Linked DNA regions of Mus musculus: all the other regions are linked to region 4. Evidence: chromatin contacts called from public Hi-C, HiChIP or PLAC-seq and promoter capture Hi-C data. All regions are on one chromosome and are shown on one strand. The core of a region is the stretch at or near the end of the contact, and the rest is flanking DNA. Distances in the headings are between cores, read along the strand shown. Region 1 holds the start of Spag4 (sperm associated antigen 4). Region 2 holds the start of Cpne1 (copine I). Region 3 holds the start of Phf20 (PHD finger protein 20). Region 4 holds the start of Edem2 (ER degradation enhancer, mannosidase alpha-like 2).

Evidence for each region. Promoter capture Hi-C pulls out the DNA fragments that hold promoters and counts their contacts. Hi-C and Micro-C count contacts between places; a contact is called where the count stands out from the background. HiChIP or PLAC-seq counts read pairs in DNA pulled down with a chosen protein or histone mark.
Region 1: a contact with region 4 is called in an H3K27ac HiChIP or PLAC-seq map of microglia, with 8 times the contacts expected there. The contact joins the promoter of Spag4 here to the promoter of Edem2 in region 4. A contact is called at or near these places in 1 of 39 promoter capture datasets (hematopoietic stem and progenitor cells), 1 of 115 datasets of contacts at active chromatin or transcription factors (microglia) and 1 of 9 other capture datasets (adipose tissue).
Region 2: a contact with region 4 is called in a Hi-C map of erythroblasts, with 4 times the contacts expected there. The contact joins the promoter of Cpne1 here to the promoter of Edem2 in region 4. A contact is called at or near these places in 2 of 39 promoter capture datasets (both in liver), 1 of 484 Hi-C or Micro-C datasets (erythroblasts), 1 of 115 datasets of contacts at active chromatin or transcription factors (embryonic stem cells) and 2 of 9 other capture datasets (adipose tissue and pancreatic islet).
Region 3: a promoter capture Hi-C map of maxillary cranial neural crest shows a contact between it and region 4. The contact joins the promoter of Phf20 here to the promoter of Edem2 in region 4. A contact is called at or near these places in 2 of 39 promoter capture datasets (cranial neural crest and maxillary cranial neural crest) and 1 of 9 other capture datasets (pancreatic islet).

What each region holds. Positions count from the first base shown.
Region 1 is chr2:156,062,372-156,067,680 of GRCm38.p6, reverse strand. It overlaps Spag4 (sperm associated antigen 4), which reads right to left and starts at 2,468. Exons shown (of 12, transcript NM_139151.4): 1 at 2,010-2,468; 2 at 1,443-1,547; 3 at 1,048-1,114; 4 at 815-876; 5 at 549-592; 6 at 344-369; 7 at 118-226. The coding sequence starts at 2,319. Gm39970 (a long non-coding RNA gene) reads left to right here and starts at 3,067. Exons shown (of 3, transcript XR_866890.1): 1 at 3,067-3,676.
Region 2 is chr2:156,108,284-156,113,788 of GRCm38.p6, reverse strand. Cpne1 (copine I) reads left to right here and starts at 1,824. Exons shown (of 16, transcript NM_170590.3): 1 at 1,824-2,003. Rbm12 (RNA binding motif protein 12) reads left to right here and starts at 1,824. Exons shown (of 3, transcript NM_029397.3): 1 at 1,824-2,003.
Region 3 is chr2:156,195,022-156,200,167 of GRCm38.p6, reverse strand. Phf20 (PHD finger protein 20) reads right to left here and starts at 3,521. Exons shown (of 18, transcript NM_172674.2): 1 at 3,371-3,521.
Region 4 is chr2:155,726,610-155,732,244 of GRCm38.p6, reverse strand. Edem2 (ER degradation enhancer, mannosidase alpha-like 2) reads left to right here and starts at 2,770. Exons shown (of 11, transcript NM_145537.2): 1 at 2,770-3,014; 2 at 3,244-3,354; 3 at 5,571-5,610. The coding sequence starts at 2,908.

The DNA.
Region 1 (5,309 bases), core at 1,219-3,718, 340 kb before region 4:
ACTCGATGCTCTGAGGTAGGAACTTAAGGGCCTTGAGAAAGATTCCCCACACTGGGACCCAGTCTTCCAAGTGAACACAGCTAGACCCCTGAGCCTCCCAGCTGGGCCATAGCCCACCTCACTGTGGGCTGCACGAACGCTGGACACCTCCTTGTGGAGTTTATTCAGTTCTGCCTGGAGCTGCTGCAGTTGCTGGCCCTGGGAATGCACGCGGTGGTGGTATTGGCTGTAGTTGGGAGGTGGGTACCATGCAGTTAGCTACCTGTCCCTGTGCATTCCTCTCAGAAAGCACCCACAGAGGCATTGCCAGTGTTGCCCAGGCCTGCCCCAGCTGCCCTTTCACCTTAGAGTCAGCATCTCCGTAGGTTCCTGTGGAGGAAGGGACCAGTAAGCACCCTTCTCTGTCAACATTGCCCTACCATTCTTGGTTGGCCCATGGGGATTTATACTCAGTGCTTCCTACACTGCCCCCATCCCAACAGCCCAGGGATGCCCCCCACATACACACAACCTCACCCCACCTGGAGACATAGGTCTCCCCAACTCACGTTCTCCAAAGGAGGGATCAGGTACAGGAGCCCCCACCAGAGTGCTGGAGGAAGAAAAAGAGGAAAGGTGTCCTCTGATGTAAGAGGACAAGGAAGAAAGCAAGGAGTTGGGGTGAAACCTAGGGCTGCCGGAGCACACTCGGGAGACCAAGATGGGGGGGGTCACTAGAATGGGCTGAAGGCCACCAAGACGGAGTTCGGGGGGGGGGGGCTGGACTTGGCCCCAAACCTGCAGAGCTGGGTCCCAGGGAATCGATGCTCCTCACCTGCCAGAAAGATGCTCAGGAGCGACACAGCAGTGAACAGGAAGCGGATGGAGCAGATTTCCCTAAAGAACAGGAGTGGAAGCTGCTGCCTAGAGGCCCTGAACCACTCAAGCCTCGACCGTGGGGGTCCTAGACCCGCCCAGTTTCTGGGAACTCAAGCAGATCTGGATCTGCTCTAGCCTGGGTGGGGCCAGCCCTGCTGCCCTTCCCTGAGCCCTGCCGTTCCCTCTGACCTGCACACACAGACCAGCCCATCGACTGCCAGGGATAACACCATGCTCAGCACCTGAAAGAGGAGGCCTAGGGACGGAGACCGGAGAAGCAGCTCAGAGAGGGTGATCCATGAAGGTGAGGTAGTGCAGGTTCAGAAGGGCTCAAGAGAAGCCGGGGTGGGGACTGGGGTGGTGCGGAGGACAAGAGTCTGGGGCTCAGGAGGCAAGGGTCGTTTGGGGAAATGAGCTGAGGCTGGACACTAGGGCACAGGCTCGAGGAGGAGAACTGGGAACAGGGGCGGGGGTCCGAGAGCAGAGGTCAAAGGGCATCTGGGCTGGTTTCTCTGACTCAGACTCAGCAGAAATGGGGTTCTGAGTGCCAAGGTCAGAGGGGATGGGGCTGGCCTGGCTCGTACTCAGGAAGCTCTTGGACACCCTCGGGGTAGGCATCTCCTGCCTCAGATCCAGGATCGGGAGAAGGTTGAGTTGTTCCTCCAAAACTACAGAAGATCCAGACGGTTCTGCAAGAGCCCAGGGCACCATTGAGGTTTTGTGCACCACAGGCCCGCTCTTCCCCTCGGGGCCCGGGCGCAGGCTCCTGACCCTAGTGCCAAACAGCTGGGCAGCCTCTCAAACAGGCTTTTAGTCCAGGCCTTTGCCCCAGGTCACACTCCCTGCACACGCCCAGACCCGGAGCTGGAGAGTCTCAATCAGTGGAAACCGCCCCCCAGTCTGAGTCCCCGTGCGGCCGGACTAGGGTCACACTCACGCCGGCCCTGCGGCACCTCCTCAGCCATGCCCAGGCACAGGATTTCCTCCGCCCCCTCCCGGGACCGGCCATGGCACCGAGCTCGCCCCCGAGGGACACGTGTCGAGCACGTCCCCTCGTGAGCCAGGTCGGGGCTTCTGCACCCAGGTCCGCGCCGGGCCCCGCCCCCGAGCCCGCCCCGCCCTCTCGCCCCCGGGTTCGACCCCGCCCGCACCCGAGGCCCCGCCCCTCACGGTTGCCGCGCCACAGGCGGTCTGCCCATTGTGGCTCCGAGGCGCCAGCTTCGGCCGAGAGCTTCCTGCCCATGTGTCTCCTCCGGGCATTCCTGGGCTTAAGGCGGGCTCACCACAGCTCGAGCCCCGGGCCCTTCTGCCCTCGGGCTCCCCGAGCTCCGGCCCAGCGGACCGGCGCCCATTGCTGTCCCCCGAAGTCGCGCTGTGGGAACTATTGCTGTTCTCGCTGTAGAAGTTGGGTGTGTGATTATGAGAGGATGCGGCCGAGCCTGAGCGGGGGCTCCGCCGCATCCTGACCTGGGCTACCCCTCTGGGAAGCCGAAGTCGCCGCAGCCAAAGCCCTCGGCCCTTCCTCAGCTGCCTCGCGCCGCAGGGTAGCACCCTGCGTGAGCCCCGCGGCGGCTCGGCCGACCCTCCCGCTGCTGTGCTGTTGTCACCGTCACAGAGGAGCCGCGTCACAGAGCGCCCGTGACGTCACTGGGAGCCAGCAGCCCATCCCCCTTTCCTGATACATTTTTGTTCATGGTTTGGGTGTGTGTGTGTGTGTGTGTGTGTCCATCCAGAAGTTGATCTCTGCTGCTGTCTTCTCCTGCTCCCCACCTTAGCTTTCGAGATAGATTCTCTCTTTCTGAACCTGGGGCTCACTTTTTTGTTTTGTTTTTTCAACTAGGCCCCAGCGGTTCTCAATCTTCCTAATGCTGCGACCTTTAAATACAGTTCCTCATGTTGGGTGACCTCCAACCATAAAATTATTCTCATTGTTATTTCATAACTATATTTTTGTTGGACTGGAAAGGTGGCTCAGCGGTTAAGAGCACTCACTGCTCTTCCAGTGGTCCTGAGTTCAATTCCCAGCAACCACATGGTGGCTCACAACCATCTGTAATGGGATCCGATGCCCTTTTCTGGTGTGTCTGAAGACAGCAACTGTGTACTCATATACATAAAATAAATAAGTCTTTAAAAGAAAACCTGTAATTTTGCTACTGTTATGAATAAACTTTTGGAGATAGAGGTTTGCAAAGGAGGTCCCGACCCACAGTTTGAGAACCATTGAACGAGGGCTGGGACGACTCCATGGTTCCACTTGTCCCTACTCCCACAGAGCTTCAGTGACAGGCAAGTACCACAGCACCCTCTGTTTATGTGGATTCGGGGTTTACAAGCAAGTCCTCATGCTTAGGCAGCAAGCGTGAGGTTTATCCACTGGGCCATCTCAACTCCTCCTCTCTGTTCTGAGTCACGGTCTCTTACAAGTTTGACTAGAGAGCTAACCAACGGGTCCTAGGGATTCTGCTGTTTCTCTCTCTTCAGAGTCGGGATCACAGTCCCCTGAGCTCTGGTCTGTCGCTTTTTACCTACAGTGCTGGGTATCTGCACATGGGTCCCCGGGCTTCCGCACATTTTATTGATTATGACATTGCCCCAATCTCCTATGTAATTTAGACAAGAGGTTTTGCTTTGATTCTTTTGCTAGCCTGGTACTGGATATATAACCCAGGATGGTCCCGAGTCAGGACCATACTCCCGGTACAGTCTCCCAAGCCTGAGACTATGGGCATGTCATCATGTCCATCATGACCAGCTACAATGGCACCTAGATTTTGTTCACTTCTGTATCCTGCAGTACCTAGACGGGTCTAGCCTGGTAAGTGCCCTAGTATTTAGGGAAGCAGTAAATATTAGGAAGGAACAGAGCATCATCCAACACACTAAAACATTTATTATGGCCCCTCCTATTCACTTTTAAAACAGAGTCTCACTATGCAGCCAAAGCCAGTCTGGAGCTCAGATCTGCCTGCCTCCCCCACCTCCCAAGCTCTGAGGTAAAGGCATGTACCACAACTCCCAGCTGAGAGAGAGACAGAGGGACAGAGAGACAGAGAGACAGAGAGAGAAAGAGACAGAGACAGAGACAGACAGAGAGAGAATAAGCTTTAAGCTCGGCAACAAGTGCCTTTACCTGCTGAGCCATCTTGCTATCCTAGAACCACATTTTGAATAACTACATGCTTGTATCTAATTAATGTCTGTACCAGGAACAGCAACAATGTAGTGCAACCTGCAAGATTTACACAGGGAGTCTGTCAGCTCCCGAGGGAAAAGGACTTACTTCTCTGAGATCATGTTGCATCACAGGTTTGAATTTGGGAATCCTGACCCAGCAAGGTGGTAGCACACTTCTTTAATCCTAACACTATGGAGGCCAAAGTAGAAGGATCTCTGAGTTCTGAATTCAAGGCCAGTCTAGTCTCCATAAAGAGTTCCAGGACAGCTAGAGCTATATAAAACCACAATGACAAAAACAGAATTCCAAAATCCTGCACCCACCCGGTGTTTTTCTTCTCACATCACATCTTACTTAGAATGCTAATCAGCTTGGGGAAGTGGCAGTTCTTAGAGGCTGAGGTATAAAGACAGTCTGTTCTGCTAAGCTGTGTTCCAGTCCAGAGGAGGTTCTTGTATTGTACCAGGCTCTAGAGAGGTGACATTACTATGTTTCATTAGATTCCATAGAGCCCCGGAGGCAAGCAAAGCAGGAAGCCCATCTGACCCTGCCCTGGGTCTGTTCGAAAATTCCACTGGATTGCAGTTTCTCTGACAGAGGAAGGTGAAGCCTCCTCAGCATTTAAGTACCTTGTCATTGTCACCTAACCTGGATCTTACTTGAAAAGAGAGCGACCTGGCAGGAGAGATGGCCCAGTGGTTCAGAGCACTGTCCTTGAGGACTGAGTTCAGTTCCCAGCACCCACATGACAGCTCACAGCTGTCTGTAACTCCAGTTGCTGAGGATCTGGCGCCTCTCACAGACATGCAGGCAGAACACCAATGCACATAAAAAGAAATAAATCTCAAAGTAAAAAAAAAAAAAAAAAAAAGCAACCTTGGACCTCCTTAACCAACAGTACAAAGGGAGGTTTCCATGCCTGGCACTAGAGATTTTGGTAGTCTTTGGCTCTTGAGAGGAGCATTATCACCCATGTCACACACACACAACATTCACATGTATAGTACACTTCTTTTTTTGGGGGGGGGGGGTGGGTTCAAGAAAAGATTTTCTCTGTGTAGCTCTGACTGGCCTGGAACCTGCTATGTAGACCAGGCTGGCCTTGAACTCAGACAGATCTACCTGCCTCTGCTTCTCAAATGCAGTGTTATTAATATATGTGTTATTATTATATGGTTATTATAATGTCTTAATATAATTCTGTGTTATTAATATATGTTAAGTAAGCTTATAAAATATGTTTCCCTATGACGTTTTCAAGCTTCGTTAGTGT
Region 2 (5,505 bases), core at 575-3,074, 380 kb before region 4:
GAAAGGAAAAAATATAAAATATCCGGTTCAGGTAGGGAAATGGAGCTGAATCCCTTGTTCAAGCAGATTAAGGGCGTGGTGACCTTGGGGCTTGGTCCTACCCAGCTAAGCTTATTGTTTATTCATTTGCCATTTAACACAGAATAGTTCTATTATATTAGGCATCATTATTACTGGGTTATTGACTTCTCTAGGACTTTTAGTCTGGAATGAACAACAATTCAGAAATGGAAGTCACAGGCTTTTGATCCTGATCTTAAGGCACAGTGACTATGAAAAGCTTAGGTCCAGACAAGGAGGTACACACCAAAATTCCAGGAGATAGAGGCAAGAAAATCTCTTTCTTTCTCTCTTTCTCTCTGTCTCTCTCCTCTCTCTCTCCATCCCTCTTATTTGCCCGCGCGCATGCGCTCTCTCTCTCTCTCTCTCTCTCTCTCTCTCTCTCTCTCTCTCTCTCTCTCTCTCTCTCTCTCGCACACACACACACACAAAATCAAGGGGCAGAGTCTGGTAGAGCCTAGGTCTCCCTGTATAATCAAATACTGGGGATTATAGGAAATATTGAAAGATATTTTACTCTTTTTATATTTATTTTTATTAATGTCTCTGTGTGAGAGTTTGTACATATTAGTGTCGCTGCCTACAGAGGCCAGAGGAGGGAGTCAGATTTGAGGCTGGAGTTACAGGAGGTTGTGAGCCACTCCATGTAGCTCATAGAATTTAAGATGCCAGGAAGAGCAGTATGAGCTTTTAACCTTTGAGACATCTCTCCAGCCCCATGGCAGAAGAATATTTTCTCTTCCTTCCTTCCTTCCTTCCTTCCTTCCTTCCTTCCTTCCTTCCTTTCTTCCTTTCTCTCTCTCTCTCTCTCTCTCTCTCTCTCTCTCTCTCTCTCTCTCTCTCTCTCTCTCTCTCTCTCTCTCTCTCTTTCTTTCTTTCTTTCTTTCTTTCTTTCTTTCTTTCTTTCTTTCTTTCTGTGTGTGTTTAAGACAGGGTTTCTCTGTGTAGTGCTGGCTGGTCTCAAACTCAGAAATCTGCCTGCCTCTGCCTCCCAAGTGCGGGGATTAGAGGCTTGTGCCACCACTGCCAAGCAGGATTATTTTCTCTTTCTTTCTTTCTTTCTTTCTTTCTTTCTTTCTTTCTTTCTTTCTTTCTTTCTTTCTTTCTTTCTTTCTTTCTTTCTTTCTTTCTTTCTTTCTTTCTCTTCCTTCCTTCCTTCCTTTTTCTTTCTTTCTTTCTTTCTTTTCTTTCTCTCTCTTTCTTTCTCTTTCTTTCTTTCTTTCTTTCTTTCTTTCTTTCTTTCTTTCTTTCTTTCTTTCTTTCTTTCTTTCTTTCTTTCTTTCTTTCTTTCTTTCTTTCTTTCTTTCTTTCTTTCTTTCTTTCTTTCTTTCTTTCTTTCTTTCTTTTTTGGTTTTTCGAGACAGGGTTTCTCTGTATAGTCCTGGCTGTCCTGGAACTCACTCTGTAGCCCAGGCTGGCCTCGAACTCAGAATTCGCCTGCCTCTGCCTCCCATTTTTTTTTTTTTCAATAGTCAAAAAAAGGTTCAAGCTTTTGCTTCTTGGTGCGTTTAATCCTCAAGACAGTTCTGCAGTGAAGGCATTGTTTTTCTCCCTTCACGGGGGTCTCCAAGAGCCAAAGGAGCCTGTACTTTAAAAGCTCTGCAAGGAACCTTGGACAATAGCTTCAGGTCTGACTTTGCAAACAGCTACTAAAATACCGGGTTCACCACAAATACCTGCAACTTCCGAGCTTTTGCCCCCACCCCAAATCCTCAGCGCGCCTGCGTCTCCCATCAGGTGACGTCGGCAGCGGCGCCCCGCCTACTCCGGGAACGCGGAGCGCCGGAGCGGGCGGGCGGCCATTTTGTGAAGCGGCTGTGGAGGTGTTGGCTGCAGTGGGCTCCGGGAAAGCCGTTCGGGCTGGGGCTGTCGGCCGCAGGGCTGAGGCACTCGCGCGGGGGGTAACTCGGGTCTGGGTTCTGGTGCCGCGCAAGCTCTCCCCGGTAAGACTCCCGCAGCCCCGGAACGGGCGGGGCTGTGCGGGGCTCGAGCCGCCTCCTTGGTGCCTCGGGGCGGGGCCTTCCCAGGCCTCGGAGCCCGCGGCCGCGAGCGCCCAACACAAAGGGTCGCGGCGGGGCTGCGGGGGTCCTGGGGCGCCGCTCACGCTCCGGGGCCTCCGAGGATGCGAAAGGTGGAGTCTGCGTGCCGAAGTGGGAGCAGGGCCTTAGCGGGGATGCCCGGTGGTCCTGAGAGGGGAAGCGGCCAGCATCGGGTGGCCTCGCGGCCTGCGAACTACCGGGTCGGGGGGGGGGGGATTGCGATGAAAACGCCTGCACGCTTAGTGGGGAAGGCTTCGTTGGCTTTAAGCGGGAACGAGGTTTTAACTCTCACCTCTGCCCCGAAGTGAAGAGGTCCTAGTGGCCTATGACCTGCAAAAGTGGACTACACTAGGGACATTCCTATGGGGAGGAAAGGTGTCCTGGGAGGCTGGGAACCGGTCGCTTTTAGGGCCTGGAGGTGCAGGGATTGCAGTGTATAGCTTCCTAGGTCTAGCGCTGAGGAGGGGCTTCCTAAGTGTAGGTGATTGGAGCCGCCCTGTAGGTCGGAGAGGCTTGAAGAATTGTAGCTAGGATGGCTGGTCCTTGATTCCCAACTAGGGGAGGGGCTGCTATCTGCAGCACCTTTGGGAGTTGGAGGAAGGAGGGTGGGTGTCTTAGATAGCTTACTTACTGTCTGAAGGTTGGCGGCGCCACTTTGCAGCCGCGTAAAATAGAAGGAAAGGCATTTTAAAGATCTACAGGTTAGTATTGGGGTATGGACTAACGTAGCAGGTTGGAGTGCCCGTGTTAGTAAGCGAGTTAGTAACCTAAGTGTGTGTTTTATTGGAAGTTCTAAGGAGTCCCCTGTGGTTTATTCAAGTGCTAAAGATCCATTCATTCTGGTAGATAAAGTTGCGAATTACAGGCTGTGTTGCAGAAGTATTCTGGGTCCTAAAGCCTTCTTGGCTCCTAGATTCCGAGATGACTGAGTGTGTGCAGTTGGCAGAAACCATTTTATTGTGTACGTTAAGATTTAAGTTGATGCGAATCTTATTATATGACTTGGTGGGAAAAAACTAGGATGGATGGCAACTCAAGGGAGAGACTATTTCTTTCAGGGCTTTTTGGATAGTTTGAGCTGTAATTTTTGGTGAACTTCAGTCTTAGAAACAAAAATTGTCCGGGACCTTGTTAACCATTGTATACTGTTAAAATGTTAAAGAGCGTTTGCAGTTGGAAAAAAATCCTACAAAAAAATCTTTATTTAAAAAAAATAGGTAAATAAAACTGATGTACTTGTTTTTGAAACTTGTTGCTTTTGATGAGATGGAGACTTTTGGATTTGTAGAAAGTGATTGTGGAAGAACTGTTCACATAACTTCGAATATAATTTTGGAAGGAAATGAAATGTTTGTGTTTAGGTGATTTCACAAGGCGTATTGGATAGTTTATCAAAACGTGTTATATTTTTATATCACCTTGTGTTTGATTAAATGTTGGTCACTGTGGATTGTAATGTATAATTTTATGTTCGGATCTGAGACCATCAAACCACTGTGGTGGTTACTGCTCTAGGCTACTAGTTATATACTTTAGGCTTCTTTTACAATTTTGTGGCATGTTGAATGTTTTGATTGGTTGCATATTGAACATTTGGGAGTTGTTGGTACAGTTCTTAGGTGTAAAACTTATTATATCATTAAACTTCTGTTTTATACTGTGTGCCAGATGCTAGACCCCACTGCCAGTCAGAAAGTCCCACTTGAGTTTGCAGAGAGCTGCTGTGCTGTTTGGATCTTGGGGGTTTGCTTGTTTGTTCCTCACTGGCCATAGGATCTTGTAACTTAGACTCACATTGAACTCTTAAGTTGGTGGAGTCACTAGTAACAGTTGACTTTTGATACTTAGTTAGAATACATGATTTTTTTTTCTGAAAATGTAATTAGTTTTACATTCTATACTAATTTCTAAATCTCCCCCTAAAATGCAGAGTCCACCTTAAAAATCTAAAACCTAGCCTACAGTTTTTGAGTGAGTAGGTATTTGCCTGTCTTCATGCCTGGTGTTCTCAGAGGCCAGAAGAGAGGGGGTCGAATCTGGAGTTACAGAAGGTTGTGAGCTGCCTGCCCTGTGGGTGCAGGGAGTCATGGAGCCTCTGGAAGAGCAGCCAGTGATCTTAACCACTGGGCAGATTCTCCAGCCCTCTCCTCTACATAGTTGTAATAAATACTAATTAAAATGAGTGCTCACTAAAAGTTGTAGGCAGACTAAACAGAAAAGTAATTTCACTTGTAGTTCCAGCAGCTTTACTGCCAACCACCTATGTACCTTTGGTTTGCAGAGTTTTACGTTTAAAGCTAGCTTTTAAGACTAAAAGCCATAGTGAAAGAAAATGTGGTTACTTAAGCTAGAAGTAATATTTTTATTTTGAAGTATAAATGAATAAAAATTTATTTATTTCAAGACAGGGTTTCTCTGTGTAGTCCTGGGACTCTCTGTGTAGACCAGGCTGGCCTTGAATTCAGAAATCCTCCTGCCTCTGCCTCGAAAGTGCTGGGATTAAAGACCTGCACCACCACTGCCCGGCTAAAAAGGATATTTTTGTTGGTATCATTAATAACAGTATTAAATTTTTTTGGCAGGAGGAACATCTTATTTACAAATGTCTTGATTTGCTGCCTGAGCACTAGATGAGAAATTAACATGAACATTCAACATTTTACATTTTATCAGTGTCAGAAAAATGTATTTATAAGGATGGTTCCAGGATCTGAAGTGTGTTTTATCTGATAATGGGGGGAGGGGGCAAACTTAAAGGGATGAAGCTGTGGTTTCATGATTTCTTTGGTGATGGGATTACACTGCTGATAACATTGTGCCCATTGTAAATAGAGGCTTTGTTGCTGATCTTTGAGGCGAACCTTTAAGAGGTTGTTGGGATTTTTGTTTCTTTTGGATCTTAAGTGTGTGGTTCTGCTTTGCCCTGATTGTTGTCAGGTAAAGGTTGGTGACTTCACAACATGAAATTTACCTTCTCAGTGTTGATTGCCAGAGAGAGTGGAAATACTGGAGTTTTAGTTTGTTCCTGTTCTTTGTAACTAAAAGGTTTGTTGATGAACATTTTACTCTGAAGTTTCAAATAATTGGAATGGCTAGTAAAATAAATTTATCTTGTTAATATGCAAGTACTTACCATTTTTCCCTGTTTTCTGTTGTGCTGAAGAACCATCTGTTAGGAAATGAAGTGAAAAATGCAGTAACGCAGCTTGCTGTCTTAGGGCTTCTGAACTGTGTGGACTTGTGGCTAACTTTCTCCTGGCCTGTCCCTATATTTTATATGTAGATAAAATGTTTATAAGACACTCTCTGTTGTAGTCCAGACCAACCTCAAACTTTTTTTTTTTTTTTTTTTTGAGGCAGGGTTTCTCTCTGTAGCCCTGGCTGTCCTGGAACTCACTCTATAAAC
Region 3 (5,146 bases), core at 2,272-4,771, 470 kb before region 4:
CTGGTAAAGCTTCCCAGATCCCAACCCCTCCCCCTCCCTCCTGCCTCCTGCAGCTGCAAGTTCAAGTACTTCCCAAAAGGAAGAAAGGTCAGAGGACTCATTATCCCCTAAGCATTTGAAACTCCAGCTGTGGGGAAATGAATCAGAGGCCGGAAGCACTATGTAAAAATCTAGAGAAGAGAGAAACTAGAGGACCTACAGAGGTAGGCTCCAGAGAGACAAGATATCCCAGATAGAGATTTGTTTGTTGGTTTGTTTTTGTTTTTGTTTTTGTTTTTTTTTTAACAGGTTTGGTTTTCCAGGCAGGGTTTCTCTATGTAGCCCTGGCTGACCAGGAAGTCACAGAAATCCCACCTGCCTGTTTCCCAAGTGCTGAGATCAAAATTGTGCTCCACCACACCTGGCTACAACACACTGTTTTTCATGCTGAAAATCAAGCCCAGGCCCTCCATAAGTTGCTAGGCCAAGTACACCATCACTGAACTCCATCTTTCAGCCCAAATGACTTCTTTTCTTGATCAAAAGAACTAATGGAAGGTAGTTTATGGTCTAGAAAGCATACATTACTAGAAAGGTCCGTGAAGCCCTAACCCAGAGAACAGGGAGATTACAAGGAGTCAGCCAGCAGTGGTGGGCCTTTAATATCAGCACTAAGAAGGCAGAGAAAGCCGAATCTCTGTTGAGTTTGAGGTCAGCCTAATTTACAGAGCTAGTTCCAGGAAAGCCGGAGTGTCAGGCTACACAGAGAAATCCTAACTCAAAAAATAAAAATGTAAAAAAGGAAAAAGGAAAAGGAGAGGGAGGAGGATGTGTGGGGAGGAGCAGAACCTAAGAGCCTTAGAACCAACTAAGCAGATTGTTTGAGATGCATCCCTAGCTAGTCTCGAACTCATCCTGTAGTCCAGGCAGTCCTCAAGTCTGTAACAATCCTCGGGCTGGTGAGATGGTTCAGTTGGTAAGAGTACCCAACTGCTCTTCCAAAGGTCTGAAGTTCAAATCCCAGCAACCACATGGTGGCTCACAACCATCCGTAATGAGATCTGACTCCCTCTTCTGGAGTGTTTGAAGACAGCTACAGTGTACTTACATATAATAAAAATAAATAAATCTTAAAAAAAAAAATCCTCCTGCCGAGATTGCTGAGACCAGACCCACAAAAACCCACGGAGGAGGGCTTCACCAGAGACTCACAGAGAGTAAAGCAGCAAAGGAGTAGGAGCTCCAAGATAACCACAAATTACTAGGGGATTCTCGAGGAGAACGATCAAGGAGGAGAACTGTCATCACTAGGTAACCAGAACACTGTCCACGAGGAACCAGAAACTAGAAAAATGTCTGGACAGGCCATGAACCAAAAGAGAATTCCTGTTTGCAAAAAAATAAACTACCTATAAAAAGTCATGTGAACCAGACATGGAAGTTCTTGCCTGTGCCCTGGCACTTGTAAGGCAGAGGCAGGGGGTTTCAAAGCCAACCTGAGCCACCTAGGAAGTTCCAGGATAACCTGAGCTACCCAGGGAGACAACCTCACAACCGACAAATAAAAGCCATGTGCATGAAAGGGCATCCTATCAGGGAAGAACAGCTCAGGGTGGGGTAACTATAAGAACTGCCCTGAGGAATAAAAAAGAAGAGGCCACAGACGAAGTGTTTTGCAGCTATGCACTCAACACAGGAAGGAAGGCCCAAGAGCCCGGGAGAGCACATTAGGGAATGAGGTTCCAAAGAGGGAAGGGAACTTAAGACTGAAACTATCTTGATGGCAGAAAAGCTACAAAGAAAAACAAACAAAGAGGGAGAAAGAAAAAGAAAAAAGAAAGAGAGAAAGAGACAGCCTGGCGTGGTGGCGCATGCCTTTAATCCCAGCACTTGGGAGGCAGAGGCAGGCGGATTTCTGAGTTCCAAGTCAGCCTGGTCTACAGAGTGAGTTCCAGGACAGCCAGGGCTACACAGAGAAACCCTTGGGGGGGCGGGGGGGGGGGGGGGGGACACGACACGGACTGTCTAGCTAGATGCCTCAGCACTTAAAGCCAAGAATGACCATCTGAGTTCGATCTCTAAGTCCCACAAATTGGAAGCAGAGGGATAACTTCCTGGAATTTGCACAGGCCAAATAAATATGGCTTTCAACTAGGAAAAAAAAAAAGGAAGCTGTGGGAAAAATGGGTGGGTGGGGGGTGCACCACATTTAGGAATGAAAGGATTCAGGAGAAAAGTGTGCCAGAAGTACTTGCTGCGCCCCAAAGGTGGTCTGTTTCCTGCTAAAAGAGGCGCATCTCAAACCTTAAAGGGACACTGAAAGCAAAGATACTCTCAGATAGGAAAACAAATCCCCTCCCCCCCCCCCCCGGAGAAACAAGGTAGCTTGGAGAACTCATCAAAGAGTGCAGCCCCAAGACATACTTAAGGACACGTTAGTGAAGCCCCTTACAGATGAAACTGCAAACTATGTGCCAGAAGCATCAGGATTTGGAGAAGAGCCTGAAAGGGGTGCGCATTCCACACTAAAGGACTAAGAAAAAAAGAACTGACCCCCACATTCACTAACTTCTGAAAACATACCAGAGCTGAGGCCTGGACAGAGGTCGTCCTCCCTGGAGTTGTGGGATATAATAATAATAATAAAGTATTAGATAACTTTGGTTAGTGACCTGATTTCTGAGGAACCTACTAACGGACTGGACCCCAAATTGAAAAGGGAAAACTGTTAATTAGGTTTGAATATAGGAGTGTTCCCTCAGTATGGGGGAGCAAAGAAAAGAGAGTATGATTTCAATCCGTTTTCAGGGACGGTTAGAAATCGAGAGAAAAATCCCAAGATTAGAGATTTTAAGAGTGGAGGGACGCCCAGATTTTCCAAACTACAGAGAAAGGGGACACTCCCATATACAGGGTCGTGAGGAAAGGGTGTGCTTCCCAGATCAGGATAAGAAAGGCACTTCACGAAAACCCGTCCCCGCGGCAGAGGCAGCAGCTTAGGCCTCCCCCTATCTCGCGGACTAAGCAGGGGGTGCAGCCTCAGCACCCATCCCCACCCCCACTGCCCCGTTCCGCGCCCCGGGCCCGCACCTCGCGGCCCAGCCCCCTCGGGCCCCGCTGATTGGCCTGAGCGGCCGTCATTCCCGCGGGTAGCCGCAGTGATTGGGCGACGCTCGCACGCCCGCCACGCTCTCAGCAGCGGTCCCCGGGCCTCCCTCCGGGGCTGGGTGATCCGGGGGCCAGTCGGGGAACAGGAGTGAGCCAGGGTCCCGCAGTGGCCGGGGCGTCCGTCCCCGGTCCCGCCCGCACAGCGCGCGCGCGGCACGGGGCCTGCCCCCAACACGGCCCCAACCAGCTGGCTTCGCGTCGCCGCGCCTCGCCACGAGCTCACCTCACGGCCCCGCTCCTGCTGCGCCGCTCCAGACCAACCGACAGAAGGACTGTGCGCGCTGCGCACCACGTGACCCCGGGGACGCGCCCAGCGTATCCCCCGCCCCCCACACACACGCACCATCTCCACCGCCGAGTGACGCAGCCTCCCTACAGCCCCGCCCCGGGCCCCGCCCCTCCCGGTCGCCAGGACGACAGCGCGAGCAAGCCACGCCCACCTCCCTGAAGCGGGAACGCCGAGTCCGCACTCACCCGTGACGGCTGAGGTCACCAGAAGCATTGGCCTGGGTGCTGCCTATGTACCCTCTTAGTTCTCCTTCTAAATGGTGGAAAGTCGCCCACCTCCCTCTACCCCGTCTGTCACCACGCTCCACGGAGATCGTAGTCTTTACAGCTCACTACTTTCCCTCTTCCAATCCGCTCTTCACACGCAAGAGCTTATCAGAACGACTTGTTCCTTCTCCAGAAGAAGAGCTAAATCTTCAAGATCGATTGTCACCAGTCCGCCCTCTGTGCTCTGCCCCTATCAAGTCCTCATCTGAACCTTCTCACCTCTGCCTTTGCTCTCTCTCATCCTTAGAAAAGGATTCCAACGGGAACTGAAAAGAAAAAGCCGAATTTTGTCTCTAGGGAGCAAGGTCCAAGATGCCGCCACAACAAAAAAGAGGTTTCTCCAGTGGGACTTAGCAAGTGCTAACGAGAAGTGGTAAAATTGCTATTTACTGAGGCGATCATGCTTTGATTTGACACTGGGAGCAACCAAACTTGCACTTCTTAAATTATGTCTAATCGCATCATGTCCCTACACTACTTGTCAATCTAAGCCTTTGCTCATCTAACCACACTTGATGCTGTTTTTGTTTGTTTGTTTGTTTGTTTCTGAAACAGTTTCAATATGTGTAGCCTTGGCTAGACTGGAAATCAGTGTATAGACAGGTTTGTCTTGAACTCACAGTGATCCACATTTCTGCCCCTGACATACTGAGATTAAAGTCATTGTTCACTGTTTTCGTGTAGTGCCAGCCTGTTCTACAGAGTGAGTTCCACCACAGCCAGAGCTATACAGAGAAACCCTGTCTCAAAAAAAAAAAAAAGTCATTCTTCACACAAAAGCATAGCTCTCCAAGCAAAACATTTGCCCCCCCCCCCCAAAAAAAAAAGCCGGGCGGTGGTGGCAGCGTACACCTTTAATCCCAGTACTTGGGAGGCCAGCCTGGTCTACAGAGTGAGTTCCAGGACAGCCAGGAGTATACAAAGAAACCAAAAATAAAAAATAAAAATAAGATAAAATAAAAATTTTATTAGTAGAGCCCAGGTGTGGTGGCTCCTTTAATCCCATACATAGAAAATTCTAGGACAGCTAGGGTTATGAAGAGAAAGCCTCTCTCAAAGAGAACACTCTCTTACCTCTTATTCTCTTGCTCTTACTCTCAGCCTTCCCTACTCTCTTCCTCTCTCTGCCTTTCTACAATAAATGCCTTAAAACCAAAAAAAAAAAAAGGCCAGGCGTGGTGGCACAAGACTTTAATCCCAGCACTCAGGAGGCAGGTGGATTTCTGAGTTTGAGGCCAGCCTGGTCTACAAAGTGAGTTCCAGGAGGACAGCCAGGGCTACACAGAGAAATCCTGTCTCAAAGAAGAAAAACAAAAACAAAAACAAAAAATGAGAGAGAGAGAGAGAGTAAGAAAAAAAACAAAACACAAAAGCACAAAACAACAAGAAATTAGTAGAAACATTAAGTAAGTAGTTAGAGTAAAATGGAGTAATCTCAGCTGGA
Region 4 (5,635 bases), core at 1,521-4,020:
TCTCCATCATCGGCCCTAGAACCTGTGTTATCTTATTTGGAAAGAGACCTTGAAGGTCTCATCAAGGATCTTGAGATGGGAGATTATCCAAGATTTTCAAGATGGGTTCTAAATAAATATAATAAAAAGGTTTTATGAGAGAGAAGCAGAGGGAGATATAATAAAAGAGGACAGAGACAGAAAGAGGGACATGCAGACGGAACCACAGACTGGAATGACACAGTTCTAAGCTGAGGGATTCAAACTGTCAGGAGAGTCTGGACAGGGAAGAAGCAGTGTGCTGGATTGTTTTAGGCGACTTGACACAAGCTGTAGTCATCAGACAGGAGGGATCCTCAGCTGAAAAAAATGCTCTGTAGGCAAGGCTGTAGGACATTTTCTTAATTAGTGATTGATGGGGAAAGTCCCAGCTCATTGTAGATGGTGTCGTCCCTGGGCTGGTGGTCCTGGCTCCTACCAGAAAGCAGGTTGAGCAAGCCATGAGAAGCAAGCCGGTAAGCAGCACTCCTCCGTGGCCTCTGCATCAGCTGCTGCCTCTAGGCTCCTGTCTTGACTTCCCTCAGTGAACTGTGATTAGGAGATATAAGCCAAATAAGACTTTTCCTGCCCAAGTTGCTTTTAATCGTGGTATCTGGTCACAGCCGTAGAAACCCTGATTAAGACAAGCAGGCTCTCCTCTTAAGCATTAGGAAGGAGGGGAGGGAAACTTTTTCAAAATGTTGGTTTAGGATCAGTGAAACTAGCTTCTGAATTCCAGAAATGGGAGAATAAATTTCTCTTGCTTTAAGCTTCCATGTTGGTGATAATTTGTTCTAGTAGCTTGGGAAACCTATACAGTCTCCCTGTGTTATTATCCAGGTCTTAGTTTCTTTTGGTTTCCCTTCTATCTGGCCCCTCTAAGAAGTATTTAAAAAATATTCTCCTAGTGACTCAGTATTTGCTATGCCATTATTATAGGCATTTTATATGGTTCACTGAATCCTCTAACCCTATTAAGCAGGTATTAATATTCTTCATAATTTATAAATGAGAAAAAAAGGTGAGGCCACACTCCTAATAATACTGCCCCAATTTAACACTGACACATTGACCCTTGACCCATCTATACTAAAACCTTTTTATTGAATTTAGGACCCACTTTGGGTTAGATATGGAGTTTAATTTGTTTATCAACTGATGGCACTTTGGGACACTTAATGAGGGATATTTTCAAGAATGCTGGATTGGGATTGGAGAGATGGATCAATGGTTAAGAGTACTAACTACTCTTCTAGAGCACCTGGGTTGAGTCTTAGCACCACATGGAAGCTCACAATACCTATAATTCTAGACCCAGAGGACTCTACACCCTTTTCTGGCCTCAGAGGTGACCTGGCATGCACAAAATTATGTACAAAATCCTCATGTACATAAATAAATAATATTATTGTGTGCTCCAAACTTGCTTATAACTCTTCACCTATGCTTATGTAAGCAGCCCTAATTAAACCTAATCTACCCCAATCACAACCACAAAAAATGACAGTAGGAGGGGTTTGGGAGGAAAAAGGAGGAGAGAAGAATGGTGAAGGTAATGGGGGAGGGGCGGTGACCAGAACATATTCATACATATATGAAATTGTCAAAGAACAAGAATTAACAAACAAACAAACAAACAAACAAACAACTGGGCCAAAGAAGGCAGAGTCTGCCTGCACTTTGCTCAATAAATGGAGCAGCCATTTCCCTCTGAATTTTTCAGCAAAGAAGAGTTGGGCAATGCTAGAATTAAAGAAAAGTTCAAATTAAAAGGATCTCAAATATCAGTTTAGACAAACCCTTTCATAAATGTGGGTGCTGTGCCTGGAGGATGAGAGGGACTCCTTTAAGGTTATATAGGTTATGTGTGAATGGTAGAGTCGTAATGAACCCCAATCGAACTTCAAATCTAGGGTTGTCTACAGCTCATTCCACTGACCAAAGAGAAGGGGGTTGCTGTAGATAGCGCACTAACAGAGTCTAGGACCTAGCAAGAGAGTGGGGAAACTGGCCCAGATGTTCTTTTTATTTTGTTTTATTTTGTTTTTTCGAGACAGGGTTTCTCTGTGTAGTCCTGGCTGTCCTGGAACTGACTTTGTAGACCAGGCTGACCTCGAACTCAGAAATGTGCCTGCCTCTGCCTCCCAAGTGCTGGGATTAAAGGCGTGCACCACCACCGCCCGGCCGGCCCAGATGTTCTTAAAGGAAGAATGCTGGGTCTTCATTCTCACCAGGGATGGCAGCCACTGAGATGGTCCAGGTAAAGTCCTGGGTTGATTTAGAGACTGAAGGGACCGTGATTTCATGGCACCCTAAAGTGAAAGACCGTCATAAATGTATGAATTCCTAGAACAAAAGGGATTTCTGGAAACCTTAAGGCTTTGGGAAAATAATTCTAGAGTTTACTTACACAATGGTTTGTCAAACCCTGTGTCTATTATAGTCAAAGCCGAACATTTTTCATCCATATTTACATAGGCATCTGCTCAAATCTTGAGTACCTGCTAGCCCCTCCTTTAAAAGGTATTTGGAAAAAAAACAAAAATTAACTAGATGGCGCCTGTAAAGTGCTCCTAACACTTTAATTCACCGAAGGTGCTCAACAAACAGAAACTGGGATTGTGAAAACATTATTAACAGCAGCCACAGCAACCACTGTCTTTAAGACACGTTGAACTCCTCTCTGTAGACCAGAAATCCCGAGATGCTCTTTTGCCAGGGCTCCACCGCCCATTGCATCCTGGGCTTTGTAGTCAGGAAGTGAGAGGCTTCTTGCCCAACGCGCAGGCGTCGTGGTGCGTATCCCCGGAAGAACCAGCCGCGGCTCGGAGGATGAGCTGGTGGCGGTGGCTGCAGCTGCTGCGGCGGCACTGACAGGACACGAGCTCTATGCCTTTCCGGCTACTCATCCCGCTCGGCCTCGTGTGCGTGCTGCTACCCCTGCACCATGGTGCGCCAGGCCCCGACGGCACCGCGCCCGACCCCGCCCACTACAGGTGAAGGGGGCCAGGCTCCCGCTCTCTACGGCTGGGGAGTGGCAAGCGCCCACCGGGTCCCTTCCCTTCCCTCCACCCCAGGACCCCCACCCTGACGTGCTCTGGTCCCGCTGCTGGGCCCTCGGCAGAAATCATTTTGTGGTTCCCATTCTCCGTCCTGTGTCTGGTCCTTTCTCCCGCCTGGTTTTGTGTTCTGGCCCCCTACCTTATTTCTCATCCCTCGAACCAGGGAGCGAGTCAAGGCCATGTTCTACCACGCCTACGACAGTTACCTGGAAAATGCCTTTCCCTACGATGAGCTGAGACCTCTCACCTGTGATGGGCACGACACCTGGGGCAGGTAGAGCCAGCTTGAGGGCCAAGGGGGTTGGCCGGGATCATAGGAGGGCTGGTGGCTTCATGGTCTCACTGATTGTGGAAAGTTTCCGACCTGGGCTGATTCAACCCCGTCCCCTCAGTCCAAACCAGCGCTGTCAGAACTACACAGCTTTTCACAGTACAAAAAAGTCTTGGCTTAACTTGGCAGGCTAGCCCTCTGGACTCACCTCAGCCGAACAGGCAACCACGTATGAGGACTTGGGGACATTTCTGGAGTCACAAAATATTTTGAAAAAACTCCCGGGAGTCAGGAAACTCAACTCCTTCATTTTATAGGTGGGCGCACAGGCCCAGGAGGAACGTTATTCTCCCCACAGTTAAGACCCTTTGTAGTTGGTGTACTCTTTATGACTGAAAAATATTTCCCGTCTAGCTTCATACCAACTCCTCTCACCGCCATACATACAAGTCACCTGATTCATTTTCGTTTAGTAATTCTGTGTTACCATATCATCTTTTCATTTTCACTGGAATAAAGAACCCAGTCGAGCAAAGAATCATTGCATTAGCCAAAACTGACACTAGGGCTGTAATCCTGAGTTGGTTTTTGTTTTGTTTTGTTTTGCTTCGTTTTTATAGAATGATTTATTGATTTAGTGCGCACTGGCTGTTTGCCTGTATCTATAACCATGTGAGGGTGTCAGGTTCCCTGGAACTTGAACTACAGACAGTGTGAGGTGCCCTGTGGGTATGAGATGATCAACCAGTGCTCTCAACCACTGAGCCATCTCTCCAGTTGCTGAGGTCTTTTATTTCTTGCTTGCTTGCTTGTTTGAGATAGGTCTCACATAGCTCAGGCTGGCCTCAGACTTACCACATCGCCAACAATGACCATGAACTTGGGGTGCTCCTGCCTCTCCTTCCCAGGTGCTGGATTGCAGGTGCTCCCTCTCACCCCTGCCTCATTATCCTCGTACTACAAATATTTATACGTGATAGCATGCTCTCTGATGCCAGGGGCTAGGCAAGTAAGCTAGGAACGTGTGCCAATTTTTATTTCTTAGTTGGAACAGAAAGCAAGTGCAAACACATGGCTCACTGAGCAGGATAGAGTCATGCTTGCTGAGTATCTCATTCCTTAGGTCTACAACCTGTGTATGTCCTGTAGATCATTGTAGAATGTTCTCAGTTTATACAATTACACAGGTGTGCATATACGTGTTATGTGTTTATTGAGACAGGATCTTGCTATATGGCCCAGACTAGTTTTAAACTCTCAGGCCTTCTGAATCCCTATCATCCCCCCACCCCCCGTGCTGGGACTGCAGGCATATCTCACACCTGGCTACTGTGTATCTTTGTAAAAAAAAAATCACCTTATTAAAGGTATAATTGCCATGTAATAAAGTACCCCCTTTAAAATGTATAGTAATCACCATCACAACTAGCAGATAGAAGAATACTTCTTTAACCTAAAAAAAAGTGCGCCTTATGTATTATCCCTCTGTGGTTACTGGCCCTAACAGCAGCACATTTGCTTTCTGTCAGTATGGCTTTTTAAATTTTATTAGTAGTATATGTGTTTGCTTTGCATGAATTTAGGCACACCATATGTGTGCAGGAGCCTGTGGGGGCTCCTGGCTAGAGTCCCTGGAACTGAAGTTGCTAGCAGCTGTGAACCCCCACATTGCTGCTGGGAACTAAACTCAGGTCCTCTCCAAGAGCAGTAAGGGCTCTCAAGCCCTGAGCTGTCTGTCCAGCCCCCTCCCAGCACTGTGAAATGCAGATGAAAACATGCTGTGTGGCTTACTTCATACACCGTGTTTTCCACTGAACAGCATGATCATCTTGTTAGTACACAGAACTCCCGATAACCTTAATAATGTCATACATTTGTACTTGTTTGTATCCGTTTGTCTGTCACTCTTCAACTTGTGAGCAACTGGTAGTTTCTAGTCTTTTGATGTCATACGTAACACATTCCCCAACTCTTACCACGCCGTAATTCCGTGCTGCCTCTCTATAGTAGGGAAGAATGCCAGGAGACATAGGTGACCTGTTAATTACAGTACTGCTGCACCAGGCAGTCAAGGGACTCGGAGTTTCCCTCTGATTCCTCTGTTATAACTGTAAGTGGGATGGATAGGGACATGGCTATGCCTCGCTTAGATCTGGGCAGTTGTGAATCTGGTGTTTGATGTTCTTATGAAGCAGCGGGACTTTTTTGTCTTTTCACAGTTTTTCTCTGACGCTAATTGATGCCCTGGACACCTTGCTGGTAAGTATCCCATCTGTTTGTTTCC